Linked DNA regions of Mus musculus: all the other regions are linked to region 7. A link is a contact called in public promoter capture Hi-C data. All regions are on one chromosome and are shown on one strand. The core of a region is the stretch at or near the end of the contact, and the rest is flanking DNA. Distances in the headings are between cores, read along the strand shown. Region 1 holds the start of Card9 (caspase recruitment domain family, member 9). Region 2 holds the start of 0610009E02Rik (RIKEN cDNA 0610009E02 gene). Region 3 holds the start of Rabl6 (RAB, member RAS oncogene family-like 6). Region 4 holds the start of Lhx3 (LIM homeobox protein 3). Region 5 holds the start of Snapc4 (small nuclear RNA activating complex, polypeptide 4). Region 6 holds the start of Inpp5e (inositol polyphosphate-5-phosphatase E). Region 7 holds the start of Mrps2 (mitochondrial ribosomal protein S2).

The links. Promoter capture Hi-C pulls out the DNA fragments that hold promoters and counts their contacts.
Region 1: a promoter capture Hi-C map of liver shows a contact between it and region 7, with 3 times the contacts expected there. The contact joins the promoter of Card9 here to the promoter of Mrps2 in region 7. A contact is called at or near these places in 2 of 39 promoter capture datasets (frontonasal cranial neural crest and liver).
Region 2: a promoter capture Hi-C map of cranial neural crest shows a contact between it and region 7. The contact joins the promoter of 0610009E02Rik here to the promoter of Mrps2 in region 7. A contact is called at or near these places in 2 of 39 promoter capture datasets (cranial neural crest and liver).
Region 3: a contact with region 7 is called in a promoter capture Hi-C map of liver, with 2.6 times the contacts expected there. The contact joins the promoter of Rabl6 here to the promoter of Mrps2 in region 7. A contact is called at or near these places in 2 of 39 promoter capture datasets (both in liver).
Region 4: a contact with region 7 is called in a promoter capture Hi-C map of liver, with 5 times the contacts expected there. The contact joins the promoter of Lhx3 here to the promoter of Mrps2 in region 7. A contact is called at or near these places in 2 of 39 promoter capture datasets (cranial neural crest and liver).
Region 5: a promoter capture Hi-C map of liver shows a contact between it and region 7, with 2.6 times the contacts expected there. The contact joins the promoter of Snapc4 here to the promoter of Mrps2 in region 7. A contact is called at or near these places in 5 of 39 promoter capture datasets (cranial neural crest, hippocampal neurons, liver and 1 more).
Region 6: a contact with region 7 is called in a promoter capture Hi-C map of pre-B cells, with 3 times the contacts expected there. The contact joins the promoter of Inpp5e here to the promoter of Mrps2 in region 7. A contact is called at or near these places in 4 of 39 promoter capture datasets (hippocampal neurons, liver and pre-B cells).

Annotation. Positions count from the first base shown.
Region 1 is chr2:26,359,379-26,362,769 of GRCm38.p6, forward strand. It overlaps Card9 (caspase recruitment domain family, member 9), which reads right to left and starts at 1,531. Exons shown (of 13, transcript NM_001037747.3): 1 at 1,409-1,531; 2 at 1-181. The coding sequence starts at 169. The region is part of intron 1 of Gm13562 (a long non-coding RNA gene); the gene reads left to right. It overlaps Snapc4 (small nuclear RNA activating complex, polypeptide 4), which reads right to left. Exons shown (of 23, transcript NM_172339.4): 23 at 3,387-3,391.
Region 2 is chr2:26,444,361-26,447,778 of GRCm38.p6, forward strand. It overlaps 0610009E02Rik (RIKEN cDNA 0610009E02 gene), which reads left to right and starts at 1,564. Exons shown (of 3, transcript NR_152209.1): 1 at 1,564-1,840. Sec16a (SEC16 homolog A, endoplasmic reticulum export factor) reads right to left here and starts at 856. Exons shown (of 30, transcript NM_153125.2): 1 at 715-856.
Region 3 is chr2:25,606,905-25,609,906 of GRCm38.p6, forward strand. Rabl6 (RAB, member RAS oncogene family-like 6) reads right to left here and starts at 1,577. Exons shown (of 15, transcript NM_001024616.2): 1 at 1,209-1,577. The coding sequence starts at 1,338. Ccdc183 (coiled-coil domain containing 183) reads right to left here. Exons shown (of 14, transcript NM_029859.1): 11 at 2,721-2,889; 12 at 2,527-2,637; 13 at 2,356-2,452; 14 at 1,725-1,889. The coding sequence ends at 1,771. It overlaps Fcnaos (a long non-coding RNA gene), which reads left to right and starts at 2,426. Exons shown (of 8, transcript XR_003954003.1): 1 at 2,426-2,565.
Region 4 is chr2:26,205,238-26,208,387 of GRCm38.p6, forward strand. Lhx3 (LIM homeobox protein 3) reads right to left here and starts at 1,338. Exons shown (of 6, transcript NM_001039653.2): 1 at 1,108-1,338. The coding sequence starts at 1,201.
Region 5 is chr2:26,378,794-26,381,949 of GRCm38.p6, forward strand. It overlaps Snapc4 (small nuclear RNA activating complex, polypeptide 4), which reads right to left and starts at 1,860. Exons shown (of 23, transcript NM_172339.4): 1 at 1,756-1,860.
Region 6 is chr2:26,407,866-26,411,175 of GRCm38.p6, forward strand. Inpp5e (inositol polyphosphate-5-phosphatase E) reads right to left here and starts at 1,354. Exons shown (of 10, transcript NM_033134.3): 1 at 1-1,354. The coding sequence starts at 722. Sec16a (SEC16 homolog A, endoplasmic reticulum export factor) reads right to left here. Exons shown (of 30, transcript NM_153125.2): 30 at 1,566-3,088. The coding sequence ends at 3,020.
Region 7 is chr2:28,466,421-28,469,466 of GRCm38.p6, forward strand. Mrps2 (mitochondrial ribosomal protein S2) reads left to right here and starts at 1,646. Exons shown (of 4, transcript NM_080452.3): 1 at 1,646-1,722; 2 at 1,823-1,939; 3 at 2,401-2,530; 4 at 3,003-3,046. The coding sequence starts at 1,680.

The DNA.
Region 1 (3,391 bases), core at 281-2,780, 2.1 Mb before region 7:
GGATGACCAGGTTGGGGTCACTGAGCACCTGCTCCTCATCATCGGGGTTCAGGACTTTGCACTGGCGTAGATAGGGTGTGATCCGGGAGGGGTCAATGACAGAGATGAGCTTCACCCGGAAGCTCTCCAGGGTGCTCCAGCACTCGTCGTCATTCTCATAGTCTGACATGTCCTCTGTAGGCTGCGGTTATAATTGGGGAGAGCAGCTGAGGAAGTGCCCACCTTCTGTTCCCTGTCAGCCTAGGATAGGACCCAGGCCTGAGTGTCAGGGCAGGGCTTTGGGCAGGGTCAGAAGGGATCCGTTCTAGGGAAATTTCAGGGCTCAGCCCTATCTCCTCAGCCTCATGGACAGTTTCTGAGGGGAAGCAGAGGTCCATAGACAAGCCACCTCAGACCACCTGTCAAACTGAGCACCCCCAAGCAGCTGCCCGGCCCCTGTCATCTCAGGCTTTCTCATATGGATATGTAGGGAAGTGACCGGTTGGGGTCTAAGAGAATACTCTTTGTACAACAGCCCTGCTCTAGCTTCTGCCCCTACCCAAAAGTGCTCTGGCATGCCCTGGAGGTAGGAGCTTTTGCCTCTAGTGGCCATCCTACATAGTACCTTCTTGGGTGGCATGGACCCTTGCTGGCCAGTCTCCAGATTGGGACTAAGAGGGTCAGGTTGGCTGGAGGCTTTCTCACTGTGCAGGGGGCCAGGCCTATGTCTGACTTCCTCCTTCCCTGACAGCCCCGTGCCCTTCAGGCCTTCCGTTGTAGCCAGCTGGTGATGCAACAGCCTGTGGCACGGTGCTATTCCGGGAGGGCTGGGAGGGTTGGCCGCAGGAGCATGTCTGCCTTCCTGCTAGGCTGGAGTATACTGGAAGGGCAGGCAATGTCATCCACAGTCTACAGACATCTGCTGTGGCTTCCCTCCAGTTTGCTTTTCTGCCGCTAGATGAGCCCTGGCCTTTGGCCACATGATGGGAATCAACCAGGCCAGTTGTATGTAGGGGGTTACTCATGTGGACAAGTGTAGCCTCAGTGAATGGCTTCAATGATTTTAGGGCTGAGTTAAGGTGGCCATAGAGCGCCCCTGGCTCAGTCCCTAACCCCAGCGGAGCTGCACCTCCAGTTAGAGACACGGCCATGGCAGGCCTCTTCTTCAGAGGCATCTCTTGGCTTCCTGCTGCTTTCTGGTTGACCCAGTGGACAGACATTTCTCTAAACCTTGGGCCTATGGCCTGCCATTGCAGCCCCACAGCCACATGGTCCAGCACTGGAGGACTATGCTGCAGTGTACAAGGATTAATCAAATGAAGGCGTGAGGATGGAGGATGCCACCTGCCTGTAGGTACTTACGCGCTCCAGGATCCCCAGCAGTCACCACAGGCTTCCACCCACCTTCCTGGAAGGGTACTGAACTTACCTCAGGGTCTTGTGAGAGCTACCTGCCAGCAGATGCTGTCTGGGTTATGGACATACCAGGAGCCTGGGTCTCTGGGAGTGTGGAGGGGTTCCCTAACTGGAGAAGGGTGGAGCCATGAAGGAGGCTGTGCACTTCCTGATTGATGTGTTCTGGTTGACGCCACAAGCCAGCCAGTCCTCCCGCAGGGGACAGTCTACCTTCTGATTGGCCCATCCAGGAACAGAACAGAGGGAAGTAGAAGTACTCTGGGAGCAGAGGAGCCCTCCCTGCCTGCTCATCTGAACTGGATGGGCAGTCCAAGGTCCTCCTGGATCCAGGCTTCTGAAAGTTGCTTTTCTAACATGGCCCTGCCTCATATCCTCATCTGCCGTCTAAGGACAGTGGTGCAGGGTAGGTGCAGTGGGACAAAGCTTGGTCAAAATCTACAAGCTGTAGGCAGCTATAGTCCTCTATGGATTGCGTGCCACAGCCTCTCCTTCAGGGTGGCCCTTCAAGAGTCAGCCTGAGGTGGGCGTGGGGACCTGCTAGCCCTGCCCAGCCAGTGTAGCTGTTAGACAGGCGCTGCTGTCTAGCCTACAAGATGAGTTGAGGCAAAAGCTTCCAGTGCTGTATGGGAAGGAAGGGTGGGACACTTATGCAGAGCCCCAGCTGGCCCCTTCTGTAGCTTACTGGCCCTCTGCTTGCTCCTATGGGGACAGTGGCCTTGAAAATACTTCCAAAAGCAGCAGTCAGGAGTCCTCTTTGGCCTTGGGGGGCCACACTGCTAGGGATTGTGGCTTGCTGGGTTTCCAGGACGGCAAGGGAGTCCATCCATGGCTTTGCAGTCACTCCAGGAAGGAGGTCACAAGGCCTCCACAGTGGTGGCTTCTTAAAAGTGTTAATAACATGAAACTTTTGCTCATAAAACTGAAGTGGAAGTCAATAGCACAGATAGCTGAAGAAACCCCAAGTTCTCCAGAATGGAGAAACCCAGTGCAGAGGTTAGAAGGAGCCATGACAAACACGCGTCCCTGGATGTGTGACGGCCATCAGCTGGAGTGACAGCTGGTACAATCACTAGGACTAGGCTGGTCATACCATTTTACTATGAGCTGCAAGCTTCCCACAGAGGATGAACACATGTAAAAACTAAATCCTGGCCAGCCTGGTCTACAGAGGGAGTTCCAGGACAGCCAGGGCTACACAGAGAAACCTTGTCTCGAAAAACAAAAACAAAACAAACAAACAAAAAATAACTAAATCCTGGAGAGCCAAGGGCCCAGGATGTATAGTCTGGTGTCATGGAAATAGTGACTAAGAAAAAGGAGAGATGAACCGGCAGTTAAGAGCACTGACTGCTCTTCCAGAGGTCCTGAGTTCAATTCCCAGCAACCATCTGGAAGGGATCCGATTCCCTCTTCTGGTTTGTCTGAAGGGAGTGACAGTGTACTCACATACGTAAAACGCTTTTTTTTTTTTTTAAAAAGGGAGAGACAAGACCCAATGGGGTCTCAGCACCATGCCAAACACAAGCCTCCTATCCAGTGAGAGCTGCTGCTGTGGTAGATGCTGGTTCTGGGGACCTCCCTGAGAGATACAGGCCAGATGGGGACCTCGCCTAGGGGTACAGGCTAGATGACATATCTCCCCCCCCTTTTTTTCTTTTTTAAAGATTTATTTAGGTATGGGTGCTCTGTCTGCATGTACACTGTGTGCCAGAAGAAGGCATCAGATTCCATTATGATCTACCATGTTGGTGATTGAACTCAGGACCTCTGGAAGAGCAGTCAATGATCTTAACCATTGAGCCATCCCAACACATTTTCTTGAAATGGGAAGAAACGCTGATTCTCTATTCTCTCTGCTCTCTGGTAAAGTGCTGGGTCCAGGGGCTGCCTGGGCAGCAAAGGGTGTAAGAGGTTCCCAGAACTGGCAGACAATCACATCCCCAGTTGATGGTGGGCACCCAGCTCTAGACAAAATCACCAAAGGCTATACATTGCT
Region 2 (3,418 bases), core at 314-2,813, 2.0 Mb before region 7:
CTTACTGCCAAACTCAGAATGGAAAACGCCTCTAGTCAACACTTTTGAAAGGAAATCTTTCCTTCAGTGCGCGACCATCCTACATGCCATTTAAAAACCTGTGTAAGCACAACAGCCAGAGTTATCTACAGGACGCTCCACAGCCAAGCCGACATTTTTCTACACCTTGGTAAAAAACAAATCACGACCTCCCTTGCGACATCCTGCTCCGCCGGCCAAGAGATTACAAATAAACGCTGCTACTCCCTGTTTCAAATGAAAATGTGTCCCATGATCATCAACTTCTGAGGAAGTCTTCGAGCCAACGAGAATCAAATATCTTCAGAACCCAGCAAAAGTCAAGCTTGGCAATTTCCTGCACTTTCTTCGTTTTAAATGAGTTGCGGGCTTCCTCGGAGGTGTCACAGTCTGGCCATGTTAACACACCTTCCCCAGCGGCCAACCAGTTCCCGAAGCCCTGACCAGGTATCTGTCTCCCGTCAGGTCTGGGAAACCACGAGCCCCTTAGACAACCCACCAAGGCGACACGGCCCGTAACCTGTCCGGTGTCTCAGCACCAGGCGGCCCGGTACTGTCGTTCTCCCCAGGCCTGACTGTGTCTCTTTAAATGCGCTCGCCACTCCGGGCTAGGCCCGATGCTCACTGAGCCTGCTTGGCCTCCGCAGCCTCGCCCACCCTCGGGCCTCCACCGTGCTCCATACACTCAGCCCTCACCCTGTGAGCTGTGGTTGGCTTCTCAGGCGCCGCGAACTGAAACCCAGCCGGCGACGGCGGCGGCAGTAGGGGGAACTAGCGCGTTCCCAGCAGCAGCCGCAGCCATCTTGGCACATCCGGCTCCAGGTGCCGCCGCCGACGTGTCCGAAGGAGACGTCAGCGCGCCCCGCCCCTTAATTGCCCCTCCTCTTGCTTCTTCCAGTCTTTCGCTGCTTCACCCATTGCCCCGCCCCCCCTGCCCGGCCCTCTTGGCCGCGCTCCGTACACGTCTTCGGCGCGTCAATCATACCACGCCCCCTTGGGCTCCGCCCCCTCTCCCGTCCAGTTTTGCACTGCTTCATCCTTTTGTTCCGCCCCCCAGGAGCTGCCCCGCCCATTCCCCTTAAGAGCCTTTCGTAGTGTCCCTTTTGACTCCGCCTTTCGTTCGTCTCCAGTCTTTTGCCGCCTCATCTCTTCGTCCCACCCATAGGCCCGCCCCTCTTGCGTCAGTCACTTACAGCTCCACCCCCGTGGCCCCGCCCTCACCCACTTGCGGAGCCAGGAGCGCGGGCCCCGCCTCTTCACGTCGCCCTGGTTACGCTGGTTCTGTCCTACAGTCTTCCTGTTCTAGGATTTGACTGGACAGGATTCTTCAATCCAGATCCCCGGGGAGAATCAGTCTTGAAAAACCAAAGCCAGAAGTTCCGCTGAGTCCAGAGCCCCAGCGGGCCCTCTCGCTTGCCCCCTCCCCATTTTTCCGTTGGGTTCTCTTGGTTGCCGGCGGGGGCGACTACGCGTGCGCCACCCTGCTCGAGTAGCTAGGCGGTCGACTTCTGCGGGCTGGACAGGCGCGTGCGCGGAGCTGTACCCGTTGCTTGGCTACGGCTCTTTGCTGGAGCCTGCCCGGCGCAGTTCGCGTGATTAAGCAAATGCCTTTCCTGGTGCTAGTAGGAACTCTCACCACCACCACCCCCATTCCCCTCCAACCTTTGCTAGAGGAGAGAAGCCAGAGCCTGGAGGCCAAGTCCTTCAAACTCCATTGCGACTCCTCCCGGCAGGGCGCGGCCTAAAGCCCACGGCGGAACGCTGGACTTAGACCAGGGATGTCAGCAGGTCTGTCTGTCGGAGCAGAGGCTCTCCGGAAAAGGTGGGTGCTGTCATCGGGGAAGTGACCAGGCCTGGCTCCCTCACCTGTACTCCAGAGAGCGTGAGAAGGCGGTGCCCCTGCGAAGCCGCCTGGTCAGTGGCGAACCCAGAGGCAGGGAAGGAGGGAGTGTGGTGGAGCTGGCCAGCGCTCAGACACGCAAGCATAGCCGGGAGAACTGAGGGCCAGCTTCATGTCCTCTGACGTGGCACTGTGGGTCACTCTGTAAAGCTAACATTTATCTTTAGAGAGCCAGGTTTCCAAACTCTTTCTGAACACATGGTAGACTCAACTTTAAGTCCCTAAAAAGAAGCAGCAACCCCAACCCTAGGATGGCTAGAGCTAAATAATAGCAAGGCCTCGTCTAAATAAATAAACAAACAAATAAATAAATAATAAAATGCAAGGTCTCCACTCTCAGGCCCCCAAGGGTAGAGATGTTAAAGGGACAGCTGTGCTGGCTCCCATCTCTGACTCCATCCTAAGGTAGGGACAGGACTCGATGCCTGCTATAGACTGGCTGGCATCATGCAGCCAAGCTAACCTGGCCTCTGAGTGACAGACTCCGGTTTTAGGCCCAGTCTGTGCCCATATGCCCTGCTCTGTTGACTGAAACCTCTCTGGGCATCAGGAGAGCCACTGGGTAGTTTGAGGACTTGAATGGCGTACTTTAATGCATATGCAAAGGCAATGGGCACAAACTGGGACTGCCTGAGGCAGGCAGGGCAAATGGTGACTCCTGAGTTTATGGGTGCCCCCACCATTACATGGGTACCTCCACTTTGCCTGGGGACTCTTCGTTTATTTGGAAGTTGGGCACATCATCCCCAGTTCCCTGGAGTCCTATGTAGTCAGCATCTGGTACAAAGCTGTTATAGCCTAGGCTGCACTACAGAGCACACAGGACTCCCATGCATGAAGGCTGTGTCAGAACTCCCTGTGGCTTCTGACACTGTGACCAGCACTTGGTAACCATGTATTCTTTGTAGTGCTACCCAGTCAGCCTCTCCCAGGCTGCACTGTCTGGTGTGGTGGCCCCTGGGCAGTTACATAGAGCTGTGAACTGTGAACATAAAGCATACCAGATAGGTAAGAATTCATTGGTGAGTGTTTATTGAATGTTGAGTATTCTGAGAGCATTGGGTTGAATAAAACTTCTTATTAAACGTGATATATTTTTTCTTTAATGTAACTAGGAAGTATAAAACTCCACATGTAGCTGTCAGTGCATTCCCCCCGGACAGTCCTAGCCTAGATGCTGTGTACTTGACATCCCTTACTCTAGGGCTTATGGCCTCCTTGAGTCAGGAGGCCACAAGGTACTGTTTCCTTTCTGGCACTGAGAAGCCAGGGGCAGGCCTCTGAAGACTGCTACAGGAAGAGGTAGTAGTCTTGGTAAAGAGAGGGTGTCTCTTGGCCTCGAGCCTCTGTCCCTCATGCCTGCTAGCAGGTGTGGTTCCAGCCTCAGTGTTCCTGATAGTCTGTGCCTGCTCTGTTTTTGGCACCATGCTCAGCCCCTGACAAACCCTCAGCATGGACATAGAACCTGAAGAGAAGAAAGTGTCAGCTCCCAGGAGACAG
Region 3 (3,002 bases), core at 327-2,826, 2.9 Mb before region 7:
CCTGACATATTGCAAAAGATTGTTGTGCTGCCTTCCCGAGCCACCCAGACAGCATTCTGCAACAGACAATTCAAAATGTGGAGACTCTTACAAGAATCCCGAATCTGTATTTATTATATTGCAGGTTTGTTCCTTTAAGTAAGGCATCTTGGAAAATATGGAAGACTTCAGCTCTTCTAGACCCCTCCTCTTTAGAACCCCAGGGCGTGGGTCCAGTGGGTAGTAAGTTTAGAAAGCAAGAAGCTCCTAGTTCAGGCCTAATTTCTAGAATTGGGCTGCAAATTAATACTATATAAAAATAACGAAAGAATCCAAACATAGATTCCAAAGAACACAAACCACTGAATATTTGACTCAATTCTCTTCCTCAGTCAAGAGAAATACAAACTTCCAAGTTAACACACATACACTGTTTGCTTCTAAATTTGCACAAAAAATCCTCCTAGTAAGTTTCATAATGTTACATTATTACCTAAATATCACTGACCCTGTGAGGCACAGCTTACAGTGAACTGTGTGTATGTGCCAGTGCATGTATGTGTGCGCGCACGCGCTTCAAAAATGTTGCAGTATAGAAATAGTTTAGAAGTAAACAATATCAGACCACGACATTGCCCAAGAATCTTTTGATTGTTCAACCTGCAAATGGAAAAACTCTAAAGAGGTCAAGAGAACCGTGTGCTTCTCGCTGCACAACATACATAATTTATAACGAAGGGCAGAGCGGACTTTTCTTCTTGTGGGGTCAGGGATGCAGAGTTAAGAGCCTCTTGAAATTAAAAAAAAAAAAAAAGCATATCCCTTACAAAACAAAAAACAAAAAAACAAAATCAAGGCTCAAGGCCCACAGGCGACCGACTTTCAGGAGCCTCCGACTTTCAGGAGCCTCAAGTGAGAGCAGGCGCGGGGGGCGGAGAGGAGGCAGGCACACGCAGCCCCGCGCGCGCACCCTCGGGTTATGTAATGGTCTCTCTCCGCAGGGTACCCGCGCCAATCAGGGTCCTCCACCGCTGCTCCGCTAGTGTCGCCGCACAGCTGTTCTCTGGAGGTCTCCTGTCAGGTGATGTCCCTCAAGGAACGACCACTACTCAGAACCCAGGGACCCGTCCGCCCCTACCCTCTGATTCTTCCAGACCCTAGTAGGCTGGGTGGCCGCCCCGGGCCCTGCCAGCCGCCCCGGCCTGCCCGACGGCGCGGCCCGCACTCACTGTTATACTGAACCCCCTTAGCGAAGCGCCTCTGCAGCGCCTGGTTCATGGACTGCAGCCCGGCGGGGATGTTCTTGTCCCGGCCTGGGGCCTGCTCCGACCCCACCAGCTTCTTCAACGCGGAGAACATGTTCCTGCTGGACGTGCGAGCCGGGCTGGCCTGCGAGCTCAGCAGCGGCAGCAGCACAGCGCACCCCGCACCATGTCCGGCCGGCCCAGGCTTCCCCCGAGGCCGGAGCGGGCGCGGCCTCGAGCGAGGTTCTGGGGCCTCAGCCTCTGTGGCTCCGCTCCGGCTTCCACGGCCCTCGGCGCGGCAGCCAGGCACCCGTCAGCGCCGCCATCTTGGCGCCGGCGCGGCTACGGGACGCTAAAAGGGACACGTAGCCGCCGCATGCGCAGAGAGCGCACTAGGTCCCGCCCTTTTCTAGCATCTCCACCTCGCCGCCACCAACCCCCTCTGGTCCAACGATCAGCTTCCCGGTCCTCAAGAGTCCCGAGGTTTCTCCTTCCTCTAGTGTAGTTCTGGAAAAATGTTTATTTCTGTACTACAGCCCAGACAGGTTTACTTTTTCTTCTTTTTGGCTCCCTTGAGCTTCGCCTCGATCAGCTGTTGGGCCTGTTTCTTTATCTCCGCCCGCGAAGGGACGTAACTATGGTCCACATCCGCAAACTGGAAGGTTTCTGAACAGGCAAGAAAAGGAGTGGCTGCCACCCTCTTTCCAGAAGCCTCCCACCTCTACCTGTTGGCGTTTGCTGCCATAGGCCATCTCCTGCCGGGAGCTCATTTCAGACATGTATCAATGACTGGAGACCCCTGCCCTAAGTCACCTAAGGCCAGGTGCCAGACAACTAGGATTTGCCAAGATTATCCACACTAGCTGTCCTTATCCTTTCACCCCACCTTGCCTCTGTAGCAGAAATTCTTCTAAAAGTTCGGTCTGGGCTCCCTTCTGGCCCATCCCATGATATACGTCCCTTTTGTCTCAGAAAAAGAAACCTCTGTAACGTCTATCGATTAAAACCTTTCCCTTCAGCGCCCAGTCACCATGTATGCCATCTCTTGTCTTGAGTTCAGACCCTATCTAGTTGCAGCTATTGTTCTTGTCGTCCTTCTCCATCTTCCTGTGGCCGGCATGTAGAGCCTCACCTATCATGTCCTCCTCTGGGTCCTCAAAGGTAATTCTGGTATTATGTTTCTCTTTTAGAGTTGATGACTCCAAGGTGTCCCTCACCTTTGTGTCAACCTGCAGGGCAGCACCCATTATCATCTTGGAGAGCACATGGGCTTTGTGGGGACCCCTCCATGGCCCAGGGTTACCTCCTCATTTCTGGACAACGTTTGCATGCGCTCAGCCAGGTAGATAAGCTTTCCCTCACAATAATCCAGCTTGCCGTACACATCAAGAGTGTTAGAGACTGCTATTTCTTTCTGTGGGTCAGAGGAGCAGCTGGTTTTCCTGTGGTCCCACACAGGGACCCTGTACACAGCATCTCCTCCCCGGGGGCTGATACCTGGAAGGTTGGCAAGGTGATGCCGATGAGCCGGATGTAGAGGTTGTCAATACCTGTCTGGATGACCAGCAGCAGCTGCTGGCCCTTATTCATGTTGTTTTGGGCCTGCTTGAGTCTTGCTTCTTCCTCTTCTAGCATGTTCTTCATCTTCTTCTGGATAGAGTTAAAGCTATGGGGGAGGTAAGCACAGCAGTGAGGAGGAGGAGGGCACAGCAGTGAGGAGGAGAAGGAGGGCACAGCAGTGAGGAGGAGAAGGAGGGCACAGCAGTGAGGAGGAGGAGG
Region 4 (3,150 bases), core at 88-2,587, 2.3 Mb before region 7:
AGGCCACAAGGATACCCAGAAGAGAGTGAGGTGGCTAGACAGGCCAAACACTGCAAATTCAGCACCCAGGCACGGACAGCGCCTCGGCCAAGAAGCCCACAGCAGGGACACGGGGACACCCGCTTCCTACAAAAGCCGTCGCCACCGTCAAGCCTCCCAGTGAAGCCACCCTCGATCTCCTCTTGCTTACGTGGCATGGTGAACTCCAGTCTCAGTACAGTTTCCTACACAGAGTTGGAGGGCCCAGTGGAGCCTCGGGAGCCAACAGTGCTCTAGCAAGCCTCACAGAACTCTCTCTGGAGCCTAGCTTACCAAGCTTTCCTCCCTCCCTTTCTCATCCCCCCTCCCATCTCTTCCTCCCAGCTCCTGCGGGTAACCCATCCCATAAACCATTGGAAAATAAATAAATAAATAAATAAATAAATAAATAAGCAAGTAGGCCATATCCGATACCCCCAGTCTGCATAGAATCCTTTTCCCACTTGCTTCGACAGACCTTCTGCCAGCCTAACTTCCTCTTTTCCTATCCTGTTATACTCTCAGCTTGAAAACGGAGAGCGCTTTTATTCCCCAGAACCAAAGCCCTGCAAAAAGACTGGTACGATCAAGAAACTGGGGGCCCGGACAAGTTCCACTTTTCCCTGTAATCGCGTCTTGACCACCAGCCTAGTGGTAAACTGCCGGTGCAGACACTAAGACTCGACTCAGGGGAGATGAGTTCAGCATGACCCAGACCTGATCTCGCTGAAAATGGGGGGAAAGGAACTGAGTGAAGGCAGTTCCTAAGGAGAAACTCCTGCTCCCTGATTCCTGAGTCCTGAAACATCTTCACATGCTCCCTCCAGCTCAGGGGCCTCAGCCAGCTCAGAGCTGCAAAAGGTCTCCTAAACCGTTCCTGGATCACCAAGGGCTCCCAAAGCCAGGACAACACAGCACCAGGAGGGCCACACACTTTGGAGGTTTGAGATGCCTTTGCTTAGCCATGTCAGAGCCCCTCAGACACACCCTTGTCCAGATACCTTGGCTTCTGCTGGCCTCCGCACAAGGGCCAGAAAAAGCCGAGGACATCTGGGCCTGTTCAGTGCAGCCTCTCCGTCGGGCACCCACCTCGGCGCAGGTCAGCCCTTCGCGCCAACAACGCCAGCAGCAGGTCTCCGCCCGCGGATTCCCGGGACGGGTCCAGCTCCCCGCGAGCTTCCATGGGGCCAGGTGCCTGGTGCTGCCGCCCTCCGACCCTGAACTTCCCCTGGGTCTGGCGAGGCCACCGTTGCAGGGACTCCGAGCTGGCGTCGGAGCGACTCGTGTCGCTGCTGGGCGCTGTGCCCACGGGAGGCCTCTGGGCGCCAAGCCTCGGGCCCGCGGAGGGCGGAGCGGTGGGGGGCGGGGCCGCGGGGCGGGGCTGGGCCGGGGGTCGCAGAGACGCTCCCGGGGCCACTGGAGGCCACTGGAGACTGTGCACCTTTCAGCCGGAACCGAGGTGCCTAGAAGCCGTCTGGCTTGCACTTCCCGAGGACGGAGACAGCGCAGTAACCACTCAAGGCTTCCTACAGATGCTCGCCCCTGCCCCAAGCAAGTTCGCTAAGCCTCCCGGAAGGCTGAGGTCCCGAGGGAAGCGGCAGGGAGGGAACTGCGTTCTCTTTGCTCACGTTTAGACTCTGAACCGGAGCTGGACAGCATTGAGACCACACCTGGTCAGCAGAAGGGCAACCTGATAGCCATCGCGAGGGAACGTGGTGGCAAAGAAGCCACAGTAGAGCTACGAGGAGCTCGATTTGAAGGTCCCCCAACTCTGACACTCTGGACCCCACCACTAGAAGTGCCTCCTGGAGCCAGTACAGCGAGAAGGAACGATTCTTAGGACCTCAGATCCGGTGTCCTCTGCGGGAACACACCAAGACTCTAGGCCAGAAAAGGGTTGAGCTGCGGAAGCCCTGAGATCTACCCTTACTTCCCCACCCCAATTCCTTAGAACAATCCCTGCACCTGGATTTCCACATCTCATCCCCATTCGAACAGGTGAGCCCACCAGAACCCATCATCCTATCCTTGCATGAGCCCTCACTGAGGGCTCCTACTACCCAGCCAGGAGACAGCGCCAGACCTATGCAGTTCCTGGTAGGAACTAGAATCCAGCAGGGTATAGTGCCCTGGTAACAATTAGGGACACCCTAGAAGTGTTTGCAGAATCAGCAGGTTGCTGCCACCCTCCTGGTTCCTCTTCTTGTCCTGTTCTGCCTCCATCCCTAGGACTGTGACCGATCAGACCCCAGAATGGGAAGGATGAATGAAAGAACGCAAGATTCTCCACTTGGTCCCAGCACAGCTGCTGCCTCGGAAAGAGCCCTGTGCCTGCAGCCGTCCCTTCATGTTGCTCTGTACTTGTTATTCCGAGGTCAGGGAACACTAGCTTGGAGTGAAATGGGTGCTGGGTGAGCTGAGATGTGAGCCATTGAGTGTCAGCTGCTGCAGAGGGCAGTGGGGCGGGGGCCATGTATGGCTAGACTAGGGAAGGGGCGGCTCCACACTGTTGGGCATCTGGCTTGCCGCCAACAATGCCTCCATTATTTCCCAACGTCCGTGGCAGTGAAATGGCCCTTGGGGAATCAGAGTTCAAGCGGGAGACTTGGCCTGGGGATTCTTGCTGCAAGCCAAAGCAGTTCTGGAAGCTGTGGGACATTCAATCTCTAGGACCAGCCCCAGGCCTTTCTGGTCACTGTTGACCCTGTAGCTTTCCTGTTCTCCTGCCTGCTGTCACCTTGTACTTTTTTTCTCCGCAGTCACTCCCTCCTGGTCACCCCTCTGCATTCTGTCTCTTCTCTTTTTCCTGCCTGGCATGGAGACTTGTAGGTTGCAATGGCTCTTACCTGGAGTCCTGCTGAAGGTACAGAGGGCAGAAGCTCCAGGGGCACCGGGCCTCTCTCGGTGGCAATCGAGTTCTGCTTCTAGCAGCATGGCAGTCACTAATCCAGTGGTTCGTGCGGGGTGTTCCTGGAAGTGCTGGACCTCTTTCAGGCCTTGGCCCACTCGCTGGGCTGGCGCTGTCCGCGGTGCTGAAGGAGGCACCAGCGTGCTGGGGACCTTCACAAGCCTGCCCCGCCCCTCCTCTGTCCCCGCCCTTGGCCCCTTCCAGGCCTGGGCAGGCGGAGTCAG
Region 5 (3,156 bases), core at 610-3,109, 2.1 Mb before region 7:
CTCTTTTCATACCCAGGACTTCTGCTCTTGACTCAACACCTAGAAATGACCCTACTCTCCCTGAGGCCACCACCAGCACAGGTAAAAACACTTGTCTCTGTGCCCCAAGGTGCTCAGTTGGTCACCAAGTGCAGAAAGTGCAGAGCAACAGACATTCACCCCCTGTGATCCAAACCTATAAAGAGGTGCCCCGCTCTACACAGTGCTGACTGGCTAGTAAGTCAGAGTAAGGCTTAGCTTACTCCATGACCTATCTTTTCAGAACACTACCTGGCATATGGTGTTGTCTGATACTGAACAAGTGTCTGCTAAAGTACAAAGGAGGCTTTTTCTCTGGTACACTGTAAGCAAAGTCTGAGGGCAAAGGAAATTTGGAAGAGAAGTGTGAAAGATGATTCTAGAAAACACAAGCTCAGGTGGGTGAGATGGCACACCATACAAAGGCACTTGCTACCAGGCCTAAGGACCTGAATTCAGGACCAGTAATCAATGGTGAAGAGACCCTACTCCAGCTTTCCCTCAGACCTCCCCCACTATGGCACATCTACCTACACACAAGGAAATAAACAAGTATAATAACTGTAAAAAGCTGGGTGTAGAAGTCGGGTATAGTGACACACGTCTTTAATCCCAGGAATCAGGAGGCAGAGGCAGGGGGATCTCTGAGTTTGAGGCCAGCTTGGTCTACAGAGTGAGTTCCAGGTCAGCCAGAGCTCTAAAAGAAACTGTCTTCAAAAACAAAATAAAGAGCCGGGCGTGGTGGCAAAGGCCTTTAATCCCAGCACTTGGGAGGCAGAGGCAGGCGGATTTCTGAGTTCGAGGCCCGCCTGGTCTGCAAAGTGAGTTCCAGGACAACCAGGGCTATACAGAGAAACCCTGTCTCGGAAAATCCACCCCCCCCCCCCCCGCCCAAAAAAAAAAAAAAAAAAAAAAACCCAAAAAACCAAAAACCAAAATAAAGAAACAAAGAGCTGAGTGTGATGGCACATAATTTAAATCCCAGCACTTGGGGGGCATAACTAAGTGGATCTCTGCATTTCAAACCATTAGTGAGATACTGTTTCAAACAAAATTATCAAACACATTTTCACACCCAGAGCCAGAAATGAAGAAAAACATCCTGTTTGATTTCTTCCTACTAAGTTGTTGACAGCAGTCTTAACTGACTACAACAAAACAAAACAAAATCCCCTTCAACGACATTCCAATTACTTATACAGGGAACGTTTGTCAACCAACTTGGCTAGAAACAGCGGGATCTACAGATGTAGCAATAATCATTGCCACTGGATGCTTGGCCACCAACGAAAGAGTAACGTGTTTTGAGGCAGCAGCAATTCCATCTCCTCCCACAGCATCGCCCACATAAAGGAAGAAAAAGTCACGTTTTCAAGTCCTGAGCTGGGAGCCACGGTCCGCCTTTAATGACATCAGAGACACTTTGCTGCCTGTCCCTTCTAAGGCCTAACCGGGCAAGGCAGTTGGGGTCCAATGCACCCTTAGTGGCTGGATTCGATAAGCCAGGGGTGGCCGGTGGTGCTGCAGCGCATGCAACCGGTTAGAGCAGCGGTTCGGAGCACAGCACGGAGCAAATCCGGTCCTGCATCTCACCAGCTAGGGGACCTCGGCTGGGCTCCGGACGCGGGCTCTCCACTCCAGCAATGTCGCGGCCACGCCACGCCTCGGTTTCCCCGTGCTGGCTGCCCTGCCCCTCCTGGACACAACGCCTGCTACCTGCCGCCCGCCAATCCTCACCTTCTAGGCATCCCTTCCAAACTTCACAGCTGGCATCATCGCCCGGGCGACCACACGCAGATCATGCTTCTAGCAGTCGCGGAAGTCAGTAGGCTTGCACCGGAAGTCCCACCCAGGCTGCGGCGCAGGGCATGCTAGGAGGTGTGCTGGGGGGCGGGGCCCTAGCGAGGCGTTCATCTTTCTCCAGGTTCCCTGGGCTGTGTACTTAGCTCCTGGTGTTCTGGGTTTGGATGAATGATCAGTGTGTCGTTAAGTACTTTCCCGTGTGTGTCGTCCTCGGAGCCCACAACCTGGGACCGCCAGAAATGGACATTCATTCACTAAGGATTATTCTGCCTGGCCAACACATCACAGAGCTGCTGGCTAAGTAGTGGGGGGGGGGGGGCGGGAGGGCGGGGAGGGGGGGGTCGGTCTCACTCTTATGAAACAAAATACCAATAATTATCCATTATTAATTTTTTGTTTGTTTGTTTTTTCGAGACAGGGTTTCTCTGTATAGCCCAGGCTGTCCTGGAACTCACTTTGTAGACCAGGCTGGCCTTGAACTCAGAGATCTGCCTGCCTCTGCCTCTCCAGTGCTGGGATTAAAGGCGTGAGCCACCATGCCCGGCCCATTATTAATTCTTTTTTTTTTTAATTAGGTATTTTCCTCATTTACATTTCCAATACTATCCAAAAAGTCCCCAATACACTCCCCCCCACTCCCCTACCCACCCACTCCCCCTTTTTGGCCCTGGCGTTCCCCTGTACTGGGGCATATAAAGTTTGCAAGTCCAATGGGCCTCTCTTTCCAGTGATGGCCGACTAGGCCATCTTTTGATACATATGCAGCTAGAGTCAAGAGCTCCGGGGTACTGGTTAGTTCATAATGTTGTTCCACCTATAGGGTTGCAGATCCCTTTAGCTCCTTGGGTACTTTCTCTCCATTATTAATTCTTAACAGCTTCCTTAATTCTACTCTCCCTAGGCAGCTGGGTCCTCCTAGTGCCTAATAATGCCTGTGAGTAGGAGAAGCATGGCAGTGGCTTGAGGCTCAAGGCTGGTGAAAACCAAGCCTGGCGACTGGCCAGTTTGTGGGACCTGGGAAGGGCCTTGGTCTTATGGAGAACTGACTACAAGCTAGAAGTCACCTGCAACACTACTGGAGTGGGTACAGAATCATGAAATCAAAGAGTAATAGTGCATCCCTTTAATCCAACATTCAGGAAGCAGAGGTAGGTGTAACTCTGTGAGTTCAAATCCAGCCTGATATACAACAAAGCAAGTTTCAGAACTATATAGACACTGTCTCAAAAAAGAAAATAAGAGTCATATCAAGTCTGGCCCAGAGTTGGGTTTGGCCAGAGGGAGTCTGGGGCATTAAAGGAAACCTGTAGGTTCCTGGTGTAGGAACTTGTGTGG
Region 6 (3,310 bases), core at 104-2,603, 2.1 Mb before region 7:
CTAGGGCCCAGGTTGCTGTGGGCCCTGACCAGTCTGGTCTGCATGCGGAGCTTGTAGTCCGTGTGCTCGGGGTCAACCTTGTTTGCTGTTCTCAGGGAGCTGGAGGCTATGCTGAGGTCCATAGCTGGTGGTGTGTGTGAGGCATGCAAACTTGCCAACCTGGAGGGGGGCCCACCTGAGGCAGCATCTCTGTGCAGGAGGTCCAAGGAGGTGCTGATCATTCCAGAAAGACAGTCACTCCACAAGGATGGGCTCCCTCCCTCACTGCCTGTGGCCCTTCGGGACTTAGGTATCTCCTGCAAGGATGTGCTGAGGCAGGGCAGGGGACGGCTGTAGGCAGGGGACTGGGCTACTGAGTCTTGCAAGGAGCCCCTGCAGGGACTGGCCCCATTCTGGACAGTCAGATCCTCCTGACTACCCCGGAAACGCCTCCTTCTCCAGCCCTTGTCATCGAGGGACAGGGTTCGCTCCAACTTGGGTCTAATGGGTGGCTGTGGGGTGATGAGATTTGCCTTAGTTTGTGGGTTCTGGTTGCTTGTTTTTGCTGGAATGCTGAAAGGAGGCATGGGGTTTGTCTCTGAACCCTGAGAGTCAGAGGCTGGTAAGAAGCCTGGTGTTGGGATGAGCTTCTTTTCCGTGTTCGGAGGCTGTCCCTGGAGCATTCTGCCTTCTAGCTGCCCAGGTGCCTCAGTGTGACGCAGGCAAGCTGACTTGGATGGCATAGTCCAGACCTGGCCAGCCCTGACCCCCTCAGCCTGGCCCTCCTAAGGAAAGGGATCCTCCCTGGGAGGTTAACAAGCAACTCTTGTTGTCAAGGATGCACGTCAGAGTTCGCCAGCTCGATGCCATGAAAACTCGAGTGGCTCCCTTTGTGGCATGGGGCGGTCCTTTTGGAGGAGGGCCTGTAGCTGCATGGCTGGAGACTTGAGAGTTCTCACCGATGCCTGAGGAAACGCAGAAAAATCTCTTGGCTCCCCGAAGTCAGCTCGCTAGTCTTAAAAGCGACTTCGTGAGAACAGGCGCCAGGGGGTCGGGGCTGCACTTCACGGAGCTGCACAAGTCTGTCCAGCACCCCCGGCCAGCCCTCCACCCCGCCGAGGCAGAGTAGGGCAGCGCGCTCAGCGTCCTAGGCTCACCTGCGCCCTCCGTTCGGCAGCAGACCCGCCGCCGGACGCCCGAGGTCTGATTCAGCCGGGCCCAGCGCTGGCGGAGGCGGACCTAGGCCAGTCACGGTGGCAGCTGGAACAACGACTGCGGCCCCGTGCCTCGGCCCCCGCCCCCGCCCAGGGTTCGCCCCAGCTCAGTCTAGTGGTCACCCTGGCTCAGGTTCCGTTCTGTAGTCTTCCGGAGAACTGCCCGGCCCAAGACCCTATCGCCGCCACAGCGCCCTCTCGCGGCCGGAGGACCACAGCCCGGTGCCTGGAAGCCACGCCCGACACGAGCTCCCGCCCTGCCAAGCCGCGGCAGGACCAGGCACAGGCAGTCACACCCAATAGCTGCCCAAGGCTCTACCAACACTAAAGATCTCGCTGGTCTGCCCCTCAAAACACAAAGGAAGCCATAAATTAAGTTACTTGAGAGCCCAAAATATTTTATTTAACAATGTGAATTTTGGAAAAATAGCAGCTCCCAGGGAGGAAGCTTCTTGAATCCAAAGTGGTTGGCAGTCAACACAGAGCCTGGGCAGGGTTGAACCAGAGGCAAGGGTCCTGCCTGGTCCCAGCAAGGACACAAGTTGCTACTGACCCACAGGGACAGGCCTTTCTTAATGACAGGAACAGGAGGGTCCAAGTACACTCATCTATGGAACGTCCTGGAAGCCATTCTGTGAGTCTTTCCTAGATGATGCAAGGAACCAGAAAACCGGGAAGGGCTGTACTAATTCCATGTTCTACAATTTCTAAATTTAATACCAAACAAACCATTTATGTTTTCTACCTGCTGATTTTTAAATATTTAACTCTCTTTCCCTTCCTCTTTAGAGTGTAAGGATAGTTTTAGGAACAGTCAGTGAAGCCTTAAAGCTTTGACTCTTATGTGGTGGCAGCTCCTTGAAGTGATATGGGTGAGCCAGTGAGTCGCTGCTGAAGGTCCCTGGTGGGCTTTGGGGTAGAGATGCAAGGTTCCAGAGTGTGCGCTAGGACACCGTAAGCCACTCCAAGATACCACCAAGGCTTTAAGTGCTGTCTGCAGGTGACATTGAGTCAGCTAGAGGGCTCCATACAGACTCCTGGCTAGGAGGGCAGTACGTTGCAGCACACAGCCAGTTTTTGACCTGGTTAATCAGATCAGCAGCTTCAGAATATCAGCTCCCTGGGGCTCTCCCCAGTGACTGAGCCATGACGGAAAGCTCGGAGCAAAAAAAAAACGCACCCAGCACTAATGAGGCCACAGAAAATGGAGTGAGGCTGGAAATGTTGGAGAGACATGCCCTTGTAACCACTTCCTCCCCAGCCTGGGAGCCGCTGCCATCTGGTGACCCTTTGAGGAGCTGGCATGTACTCCCCAGTTCACAGGACAAGGCACAGTTGCCCAGTGCAGTTTGAGGCTCCTCTTAGGCCAGACATCCCAGCAGTCAGTCCTCTCCAGGTAAGCAGACAGCCTTCTCAGTAGCCTAAGGATCCCTGGTTGGTTTGCACCATTTCTCAGGTGAGAAAGGCCTTGGTGTCCAAGTAACTGTGCTCTCCTGTAGTGAATCCCTGCCTAGCCTCTCTGCGGGGATATTCTCAAGTGGCTCAAACCTTAATTTGTCTAAAGTGACTAAAAAAGAAACATTGTTCTTTTACATAAAAGACTTTGAATTAGATTCATTCTATCCAGCATTTGAAAGGAACCTTGAAATCAATTTTTCAATCATTCATATACATAGGCTGCAAGGAAGGAGACACACAGTATGACCGGCTCTGAGTTACTGCCATGTCCATCTGGGATCCACGAGACCTGAGGCAGCTAGTTGGTTCTTGGTGAAGAACAGTTATCTAATCATCTCAGGGTTCCAAATAAGAATCCAGCAGCAATCCTAGTTCAATGCCGCATATTTTCTTTGGCCAATCCTCCCTGGCCTTGAATTTCCCGAGGTGACAGAAGCCTAGAACAAAAGGAACAGCAATGACCTACATGTGTCCATGCCCAGAGGCTGTCCAGCGATGGAGCTACAGGATAACCCCACAGATCAATAACAAATGGGCAGACTCTGTGTTAGCTTCAAGTGTAAGCAAGACCTTCTGTATGTGCCAAGTTCCTGCTGCTCAGCATTTCCTAGCCCACAGCACTGCAGACATGATTTGTTTTTGTTCTGCCAATTCTGTCA
Region 7 (3,046 bases), core at 396-2,895:
CTTCCCGAGGGCGAATAACAAAGGAGACCGTAAGTTCTAAACAAGGAATTCCAAGCTTCCACACGCTGCTCCTCAGGGAGATCCGCTGACCTTTTTCTGGGACTGTGGGAACATCCTTGTATCGTCCCAAAATGCACTAGGAGGCAGATCCTGGACGAATGAAACCTTAGAACCTGGGATTTCACCAGCCAATAGGCAGGAATTAGGTGCTTCCAATCTCTGCCTGAGCAAGTACAAGTCTGTCGTTTACTGTCCTGGCCATGGCCTCTATCACCCAATACCCCCACAACTCAGCCTAAATCTAGATGTGAGGTGCTGCTAAATTTAGGGAATCCTAGGCCATATATTGGTGAAATATAAAAAATGATCTTGTGAACCATGCACATAGTTCAGCATTAATGACGTGCTAGCGCAATGCCAGGAGGCAGATCTCTGAGTTCGAGGCCAGCCTGATTTAAAAAGAGAGTACTAGACCAGTCAGGAGTATATAGTGAAACCCTGTCTTAACAACAATAATAAAAATAAATAGTAATTTTAAAACAAACAATAAAAAATTACTTAGGGCACAGTGTGGTGGTGTGCACCAATAATTCCAACACCCAGGGGACAGAGGCAGTCAGATCTCTATGAATGTCTGGCCAGTCAGGGAGATTGTTGTTGTTGTTGTTGCTGTCATCGTCGTCGTCATCATTGTCAATGTCATCGTTGTTGTCGTCATAGTTTAATGTAATTTGGGGATGGAGAGATGGCTCAGCAATTTAGGGCATTCATTGCTCTTGTAGGGAACCTGGATTCAACTCCCAGAGCCTACAAGGTGACTCATAAACACTTTTAACTCTAGTTCCTGGAGGTCAGACACCTGCTCTCCACAGGGACAAGGCACTCACAAGGTACACATACATACATGTAGGCAAAAAATAAGTAAAACTAAAACAAATGTTAAAAAATAAAAAAAATGCATGCTGGAGCGACGACTCAGCAGTTAAGAGCACTGACTGCTCTTCCACAGGTCCTGAGTTCAATTTCCAGCAACCACATGGTGGCTCACGACCATCTGTAATGGGATCTGATGCCCTCTTCTGGTGTGTCTGAAGATAGTCACAGTGTATTCATATACATAAAATAAATAGTTTTTTTTAATGCACTTATAAAACAAACAATAAACGGGGCGGTGGTAGGGCATGCCTTCAATCTCAGCTCTCCAGAGGCAGAGGCGGGTTGCTCTCTGAGTTCAAGCCAACCTGGTCTACATAGCGAATACCATGACAGTCAAGGCTCAAGGCTACGGAGAAACCGGGTCTCAGGAAAAACAAAACAAAACAAAACAAAAACAAAAACAAAAACAACAACAAAAAAAAACAGCAACCCTAAAAACAACCTCTAAAAACCAATTTGAACAAGAGGGTCGCCTCCTCCAGAGGATGCTGTAATTTTATCGAGAGGAACGAGCTGTGGGTGAGAGGTCGCTCATTCTAGCTCAGCCCCACGTCCCAGCTGAGTGCAGACCACTGGTCACAGTGCCAACTCGCCCATTTACAAGGATGCGGGCGCAGCGAGCGGTGCACAGCGGAGAGGGTCCTCCGGGCCAGCAAGCGGCGCTGCGACCCCGCGCGCTCAGAGGAGGAGGCGCTCTGCCGGGCAGGAAGAGTCTCTGCAGGATCTCTGTCCACGCGCCCGCCATGGCGCCCGCTCCGGCCGTGCTGACCCGGCTGCTGTGTGCAGGTGAGCGCGGTGAATCTCGGAGATGGGGGGAACCCGGGGATCCGAGAGGGGAGGACAGGGACGAGGGTTGGACGCGCCCCCACCGGCTCTTTCCCCGCAGGTGTGCGGCGCTGGCCAGGTTTCCTGCAGAAGGCGATCCCGGGCCCTGCGGAGCAGAATGGTAGGAAGGTCACGGGAGCCCCGGTCCCCGCAGTCAGCGAGCCCCAGGATGGCGACGGTAAAGATCAGCGGGTGGAGCTGGGCCGGGGCGCGGAATCGTGGAGAGGTTGTCATTGCAGGGTCCCCAAAGGAACCCAGTACCAATCTAAGTGTGGTGGGAGGGAGATAGAACCCCTGTGGCCTGGTAGCTCTCGAAACCCGTGAAGACTTACTTTTGTATCTGTCCATCTTGCTGGTCTTCTGGAGGGGCGTTTAAGGCACCCGAAGTCAACGAGGCCCCTGGTTCGTTTTCCTCTTACATCTGTGGAGATTAAGGGAAGAGGACTTGGCCAGGTTTTCCCCGCACACAGTCACTTTAGACCTTGACACTAGTCCCTCGGTGTTGCAAAAATGCCCCTGTGTCTTCCAGATCTTTCCTGGCGTTTCCTCACAGCTTTGAGTTTCCCACTCCCAGGAGACTGGTGAGTCTTTGGTTGGTTGGTGATGGGCCACAGTGTCTGCCCTTACTCTCTTTTTCAGATTTCCAGAGCAGGATCCTAGATACGCCATTACAGCATTCGGATTTCTTCAATGTCAAGGAGCTGTTTTCTGTGAAGAGCCTCTTCGAGGCCCGAGTACACCTGGGACATAAAGCTGGTTGCCGCCATAGGTAGTTGGCACAGGCCGTGTGGGCAGAGTGGTGGAGTTGGGTCAGGGTTGGAAGTGGGGGCAGGGTGGGGGTGTCTGCGGCAACACCAAGTGCAGTGCTAGTATTGATGCTGGTTCACAGACAGGGTGAAAACTGAGGGTCATGGCAGGCGGGGGAGCCCGGTGGAGAGGACCTGCTGTATAGAACAGAAGTGGCCCTAGAGAGTTAAACTGGGCAGAGCACCTTGGTTGGGTTCATGTTTATCTGCAGTTGGTTCTCAAATCTCCACAGGGAGAAGGTGGGACAGGTTGAGCCACAAACCTGATTGTCTGTGCGCAAGTCCACACCTGTGTCCCCAGCCCATCACTCCCTAGGCAGGAGTAGTGGGAGTTGGTAAATGTAAGAGCCTGGGTGGCTGGTAGGTAGGTGGCTGTGGAAGGGGCAGGGCAGCTCCACGCACACGGGTCCGTTTACCCTGGGGGTTTTTTGGCAGGTTTATGGAGCCGTACATCTTTGGGAACCGCCTGGGCCAAGATA